2 separate regions of the Capra hircus genome follow, and region 2 is linked to region 1. Evidence: chromatin contacts called from public Hi-C data. All regions are on one chromosome and are shown on one strand. The core of a region is the stretch at or near the end of the contact, and the rest is flanking DNA. Distances in the headings are between cores, read along the strand shown.

Region 1 (3,915 bases), core at 536-3,035:
GGTATGAACTTACATTCTCCAAAATAGTCTCATTATTGCTGAGGGGGCCTATATCTTTGGATTTTGTGATATGGTCATATCATATATATTTGTCAAAAAAATTTTGTCTGAAAATGCCTGTCACATTCCTGTAAGTAAAATTTTTTCTCTATCATTTAGAATCTAATAAGATCCAAGCTCACTGTGAACACTGTAATGCTGAAAATGTAAGTATGTTTTTAATTATAAAGGAAGATTAATTTGCTTTATTTAAGAAAATGACATTTACTTATGTGTTATTCTGTGCTTTTTCTCCAGAAACACAATGAACTCGTGACCCCCAGGCTTCTTTCCCGAGGACAGTTTTTGTGAGTCACTGGGAATTGAGGAGACATGATACCATTAGTAATTTATCTGCCTATGTAAAAATAACCAGAAGTTGGGGAAACACAAAACAGCATAACTTAACTTCACACATTTTATGTCCTTTCTTGGATTGTTTTCTTTTTATATATATGTATAATTTTATTTATTTGTTTTGGCTGTGCCGAGTCTTTGTAGCTGTGCGGGCTTTTCTCTAGTTGCGAGGAGTGGGGGCTACTTTCCTGTGGCACACGGGCTTAGTTGCTCCGAGGTAGGTGGGATCTTCTCAGATGAGAAATCAAATCTGTGTCTCCTGCACTGGCAGGAGAATTCTTTACTACTGAGCCACCGGGAAAAGCCTTAGATTGCTTCCTTTGATTGTGATGCTGCTTCAAAATGTTATGGAGTTCCCTCAGTGCTTTTGAGTGAAATTAAACAACAAAATAAAATGAGTTAAAAAAATTTTTTTTAAAGAAATCCTCTCCTAAACAAACATCAGGACTTGACAGGTGTTCTTCTCTGTCCGATGCAGGCTGAAGGTGGATGGAGAGGGAACTTACCAGTGCACGGAGACTGGTCTGATATTTGAGGTTAACAGGAAAGTTGATATCAAGTATTGCGTCTTGTCCTGGAGCAAATATTCAGACCTCATTGAGAAGCCCTGGGCCGTCGGTGGACCCTTGTTTGATGTTAAATGTGACCCGCTCTGTCTTACCTCCATTCAGTTTCCACATTCCCTCTGCTTGGGTCGTGAGTACTTGTTTGCTAAAAGTTTAATTGGCATGTGCATGTGTGGACGTGTGAGAGTATGTGTGCAACGCATGCAACGCCCAGAACACTAATTCACCTTCCTGTGTTAACAGACCGAGATACCAACATGATGTTCAAAGTCTTCCATGTTAAAAGTACTGGGGCCTCATTAGAATATACTGTGGACCATTCTGCAACCCACGTCAAATGGCGTGTGAGCTCTCTTTCTCCTGTGGGACCCGTTATTCAAAGCGAAGAGACGGTATTCCACCACGGGGCGGTGATTCTGTACAAAGCCATCGACCATAACCCGTCCTTGTCTTTCCGAGTGTACGTAGCAACCAATAATGAATCCTTCATCAAGGTAAAGCCAATGAAAGTGAATACTAAATGTTGAATACTGTGTGTTCAGACTTTATACAAGGTCTGGGTGATGTCTGTTGATTTAAGATCTGGGTGTCTCTGTTGGTTTAATTGTCTCCCCATGGTGGGTCTGATGTCATGCTCACTCACAGAAGTTAGAAGATCAGTGCCAGGCCCTCAGAGCCATGGAGCATGGGTGTTTATACATGTGAACAGCGTCGGGAGGAGAGCAGATAGGAAAATAGCTCTCTAGAGGTGGGTGTGGCATGATCCAGCAGGCCTGGCCTTGGAGACGGTTGCCTGGAGAACAGCCAAGGCCATCTGTTCTCTACAGCCTTGCTGCTGAACATGTGATTTGGGGACCAGGGAACCAGGAGCGGCTGGTTTCCGTCAGCAAGGGTGCTCCTTAAAATGCCAAATCTCAGCGTCGCCCCGACCTGCAGACTCAGAGCCTGCCCTGCTTAGTATTCCCAGGTGACTGGGACATTACAGTTGGTGAGGCACCTGCTCTGGATATACTGGGGGGCCGTTTCGGGTCTTTGGGTCAAACATAGGGAGACTGGAGGTTCCTCCTTGGCTTAAAGCTCTGCCAGTAAGACATACCTCATTAGGGTAACTCATTCCAGAATAATTTTTTGGATAAAAGTTGACGTTTGGTTCATGGATTCGACATTCTGGGTTTTGTAGCAGCAGATATTCATGAAGCACCCAGTATGTTTAAGGTAGAATGACCTGAGCAGAAGGGTTTGGATATTCATAATGGAACCCGTTTGCCAGAATGCAGAATAAATCTATGTTGTAGCCCATGTTCTGAATTATATCATTGAAAACAGAGGATCGAATCTCCTTTTATACCCTGACTCACTGTCAGTACAGTTATAATGACTTAGAGGTGGGTGGAGCACTGACAAAAGATAAAGCAGTGACTCAAAATTATCCTTTCAGATTCAAAATCGGGGTTTGACCGATGCGGAAAAAAAAAAAGCATTAATTTCAGTTCAGTCACTCAGTCGTGTCTGAGTCTGCGACCCTATGAACCGCAGCACACCAGGCCTCTCTGTCCATCACCAACTCCCAGAGTTTACCCAAACCCATGTCCATTGAGTTGGTGATGCCATCCAACCATCTCATCCTCTGTTGCCCCCTTCTCCTCCTGCCCTCAATCTTTCCCAGCATCAGGGTCTTTTCAAATGAGTCAGCTCTTCGCATCAGGTTGCCAAAGTATTGGAGTTTCAGCTTCAACATCAGTCCTTCTAATGAACACTCAGGACTGATCTCCTTTAGAATGGACTGGTTGGATCTCCTTGCAGTCCAAGGGACTCACAAGAGTCTTCTCCAACACCACAGTTCAAAAGCATCAATTCTTCGGTGCTCAGCCTTCTTTATAGTCCGACTCTCACATCCATACATGACTACTGGAAAAACCATAGCCTCAACTAGATGGACCTTTGTTGACAAAGTAATGTCTCTGCTTTTTAATATGCTGTCTAGATTGGTCCTAAGTTTCCTTCCAAGGAGTAAGTGTCTTTTAATTTCATGGCTGCAGTCACCATCTGCAGTGATTTTGGAGCCCAGAAAAATAAAGTCAGCCACTGTTTCCACTGTTTCCCCATCTGTTTGCCATGAAGTGATGCCATGATCTTAGTTTTCTGAATGTTGAGCTGAAGGCAACTTTTTTGCTCTCCTCTTTCACTTTCATCAAGAGGCTCTTTAGATCTTCTTCACTTTCTGCCATAAGGGTGGTGTCATCTGCATATCTGAGGTTATTGATATTTCTCCTGGCAATCTTGATTCCAGCTTGTGCTTCCTCCAGCCCAGCATTTCTCATGATGTACTCTGCATATAAGTTAAATAAGCAGGATGACAATATACAGCCTTGACATACTCTTTTTCCTATTTGGAACCAGTCTGTTCCATGTCCAGTTCTAACTGTTGCTTTCTGACCTGCATACAGGTTTCCCAAGAGGCAGGTCAGGTGGTCTGGTATTCCCATCTCCTTCAGAATTTTCCACAGTTTATTGTGATCCACACAGCTATTGTAAAGTATACTACTTTGTGAATTATAATTTGAGTTACAGAATTTATATCAAGCTACCCACTCCCAGGGGTTTTAGGTTATAGTATTTGCATGCTTTAAAAATGTTATACAGATTATAACTAGCAATATGTATTAAAATGTAAAAACTCTAATAATAGATTGTTTTGTTTCCTCCTAAGAAAGCAAAATATGCTTCCTGTAATCTCACTGAAGATACTTTCAGTTGGGAAAGTAGCCTTCAAAGTGGTATAAAAATAACTGCACCTAAAGTATAATTCTTGGAGGAGGAAATGGCAACCCACTCCAGTATTCTTGCTTAGAAAATCCCATGGACAGAGGAGCCTGGTGGACTATAGCCCATGGGGTCACGAAGAGTTGGGTATGACTGAGCGACTGAACACACATACATATAAAGTAGAATT
Region 2 (3,915 bases), core at 768-3,267, 140 kb after region 1:
GACAGGGCTGGGTCAACTTTCTTACTCATCAGGTCCTATCATGGACTGTGAGCCCAAAGGCGGCCAACCCAGCAGCTGGCCAGTGGAGATGGAGACAGGGGAATGGCCAAGCTGCTGATATCACTCAAATAGGCACTAATCAAACGTCTTCCGGGAGAGTGGTAGGGTCTGAAGGCTGCAAGAAATAAACATTTTGAAGGATGATCTCAGGAAATTATAAATTGGGTAAGAGAAAAGTTATCTAATGCTGTGCTTTCCAGCTGTAATCAAAGGTTCAGGGGCAATTTCTGTGTACTGCCTTGACTTGGGCAGTTAATGACATCAAGCGTAACTCACTGGTATTAATGATGCAGAATGTTTCACATCTATGGCACAGGGAAGACAAACCACAAATATTTTCAGAAAAGGGAAGTGACAGTAGTGTCCTTGCCACATGCAGCAGCCCACAAATAATATTCCCATATTCACTGAACACTAAAGGGACTCAGGAAAAAAGGTAACAATAGCACTGTATCCCCAAGAAAAATCATGCCTTTTAGCAGATCATCTTTTTAGGTGTGTAAAAGAATCTTGATTATTTTCATAAAGTAGCTCAAAGGCCTCACTTGAACAAACTGATAACCAGTGGCTAAGATTCCATGTAGCTAATTAAATTATGGTTCTTATAGTAGCTTTAAATATGTATCTCTTTGTCTGAGTGTGTTGTGCAAACCTACAACATGAGGTTTTCTGAGAGACAAGGAAAGAACAGATAGGTAATAGCTTCAGAAAATATTGAAAGTTGGGTGTTATTTTTGAGACATCCATACAAGGGTGAATTTCACTAAAATTTTAAACAAAGGAGGGAAAGAGTTTCAGTTTATAAAACTAAAAGGTTCTCATCAACTATTTATATGAAAGTCTTTAGTAGAATTAATTTCACTCAAGCCCTACAAGAACTCCTTTACATCAACAATCACTTTTGAGGACTTACTATGTGCTTGGCAGCCTCTGTCTGAGGCTCTGAGGACTCTGAAATGAACAAAAATAAGCATTGTGTCTAAAGCTGAAGATCTAATACTTTGGCCACCTGATGTGAAGAACTGACTCATTGGAAAAGACCCTGATGCTGGGAAAGATTGAAGGCAGGAGGACAAGGGGGCGACAGAGGATGAGATGGCTGGATGGCATCATGGAGTCAAAGGACACGAGTTTGAGCAAGCTCCGGGAGATAGCAGAGGTCAGGGAAGCCTGGTGTACTGCAGTCTATGGAGTCGCAAAGAGTTGGACATGATATAGCGACTGAATAACAACACAGCCAGGCTGGGAAAGACAGCAAACAAATATAACACAATATGATCAGGCCCCACTTGGGAGGAATGCAATGCTGCCAGAAGCACAAAGAGGGTCCTAGGTCAGTCTTGGGGGTTCAGGGAGCACTACTCCAAAGAAGTATCTCAACCTGTGGTTTTTGAATTAGGCCATGTATTGGAGTCATCAGGAAAGCTTTAAAAAACTTCGAATGCACAGAAGTCCCTGTCTCACAGAATAGTTAAATCAGAACCTTTGGGAGTGAGACCCAGGCATCAATATTTTAAAGGCTCCCCAGGTGATTCCAATGTGCAACTGAAATTGAGAACCATGGACCTGAACTGACACCTGAATGGTAGGAGCTGGACAGGTAAAGGGAGGTGAGCAGGGCTTCCTGGTGGCCATGCTCTCAGTCTCTGGGATCTGGCAGCAACATTCTGGCATGGCCACCTTTGGGGAAGTTGAAGTATATTTAGATTCCACCCCCCATGAGCAAAATTATATTTTTGCAGCCAGAAACGGACATAGAAACTACTCCCCACCTGCTCTTGTTTCAAGGGTTCCTCCAACACCTTTAAATAAGTGACTCCTCTCCTCTAAACCCCATGGTTCTGCCCTCCCTGTCTCCCACCATCATACCATCTGCAGTATAAACATAGTACAGTGCAGACCCAAGTAACAGCTGAACATTCTGAGGAAAGGGAGGGGCCTCTGAATGTCTTCTTTGCACCAAGGAGTGCCAGCACTGCTCTGAGGGACAGAGAAACTGTCCTCTGTTACCATTGGCAAGTCACAGAACTGATGAAAGGGTTTACATATTTTTCAGAAGATGCATGTCCTTGTACAGTTCACTACTGATTTCCCAGAATCTTTTTTTAAAAAATAATTTCATTTACTTATTAGCTGTGCTGGACCTTTTGTTACTGCTTGTGCTTCTGTCTAGCTGTGGGGAGCAGGGGTTACTCTTTAGTTGCCTCGTGCGGGCTTCTCATCATGGTGGCTTCTCTTATTGTGGAGCACAGGCTCTAGCGCACTCCTGATGCTGCTGCTAAGTCGCTTCAGTTGTGTCCGACTCTGTGCGACCCCATAGACGGCAGCCTACCAGGCTCCACCATAGGGCACTGGTCTGCAGTAATTGCGGCTCACGGGCTCTAGAGCAGAGGCTCAACACATGTGGCTCAGGGGCTTAGTTGCTCCGAGGCTCCTGGACCAGGGGTTGAACCCCCGGCTCCTGAATTGGCAGGTGGATTTCTTTACCTGTGGGCCACAAAGGAAGCCCCTGATTTCCCATAATCTTAACCCCTATATGCAAAGTTCTTAGCCAAAAAGGGAGGTGTCTTACAATTGCTGGTGCAGTGCCTGAATATATCTGTAGGGGGCAGTAACAATATTTGAGTGGTACCAGCTAAGAAGGTATGAGAAGACCTTCTGGTTTTTTGTGTGTTTTTGTTACGAGCAATGGCAATAACATCCAAAGCATACAAAACAGAGTGCTGCCCATAGGTCTTTAAAAACAAGCTTTAAACATAGTTCTGCAGTCTTCATTTTGTTACCTGAGCTATTTTTATAACACTGCATTTGGGAAAATATTTTACGCAGTGTCTCACACAGAGAAGAGGTCCCTGTGGTGAGTGCTGAGAGCATTGTCACTACATATGTTGTCAAGCTTCCCTTGGATGGTTCTGGATCACATGGTTAATTCCTTATGTTACTGTGACAAGCAGTTTTCTTTCTTTCTTTGGGAGCCTCTACTCTCTGAATACCATTTCTGGGATTAATAGTAATTGTTGCCTTGTGGCTTAAAGACTTCCTATAAACTGACTCAGAAAAGGTGTCATAAGACCGTAGGAATGCTCACAGTTTTTTCATGCACTTCACATACTTATTGTGAGAGGCTTTTCCACGAAGGAAATGACAAAGAAATGCAAGATCTTGACCAGCATTAGTCTAGCTTCCCTATTCCCCAGGGAAGGAGGCATTCTTTACCTCTTTACAGAGAGGGGGCCTGGAGCCAGGCCCAGCTATAAACTCAAGTCTTGGAGTCTCCCCATGCTGAGAGCAATCTGGTGGAAAGATGCTGTGGAAAGATGCCAGGGTCCTTGCCTTCTGGGCATGGCAGATGTCATCAGGAGTTGGGTCAGATAACAGCAAGTGCCACTTGGGGGCACCCACCATGTGCTGGAAGCATGCCAGCATGGAAGGGCTTAGGGACAACTCCCCAGAGGATGGTCCTTCAGAATAAATTTCTTAGGCCAGAACTGCTGACCAGATTGAGGTGGGGGTGTTCCAATGCACTGACAATCCATCACGAGGGGAGAATGGTTGAGAAGAAGCAAAGCATTTGGGTGGGAGCAGTTCTGGCTACTTGTACGCATGCTCAGTCACTCAACCATGGCCGACTCTTTGAGATCCGTGGACTGCTTCCCTCCATCTAAATAGCTGACACCAGCAGAGATTAGGTGAGTTACTCGTGAAAGTAAAGGAAGAAATTCTCGACAGCTCCATGTGTGTGTCAGTCTCTCAGTTGTGCCTGACTCTTTGCAACCCCATGGACTATAGCCCTCCAGGCTCCTCTGTCCATGGGATTCTCCAGGCAATAATACTGGCGTGGGTTGCCATTTCCTT

What was found. A called contact is a pair of places that touch in the nucleus more often than the background predicts.
Region 2: a contact with region 1 is called in a Hi-C map of liver, with 1.8 times the contacts expected there. The contact joins two enhancer-like sites. A contact is called at or near these places in 2 of 5 Hi-C or Micro-C datasets (blood and liver).

Annotation. Positions count from the first base shown.
Region 1 is chr1:106,943,131-106,947,045 of ARS1.2, forward strand. It overlaps LOC102180430, which reads left to right. Exons shown (of 19, transcript XM_018050332.1): 9 at 1; 10 at 160-206; 11 at 298-347; 12 at 875-1,092; 13 at 1,206-1,456. Among named protein-coding and RNA genes, the nearest start is that of IL12A, 27 kb to the right of the region's middle. Within about 2 kb of position 1,786, at least 1 of the 5 cell types and tissues checked has an H3K27ac peak or open chromatin away from gene starts, as enhancers often do.
Region 2 is chr1:107,086,039-107,089,953 of ARS1.2, forward strand. All of the region lies in intron 7 of LOC102180704 (schwannomin-interacting protein 1), which reads right to left. Among named protein-coding and RNA genes, the nearest start is that of IL12A, 120 kb to the left of the region's middle. Within about 2 kb of position 2,018, at least 1 of the 5 cell types and tissues checked has an H3K27ac peak or open chromatin away from gene starts, as enhancers often do.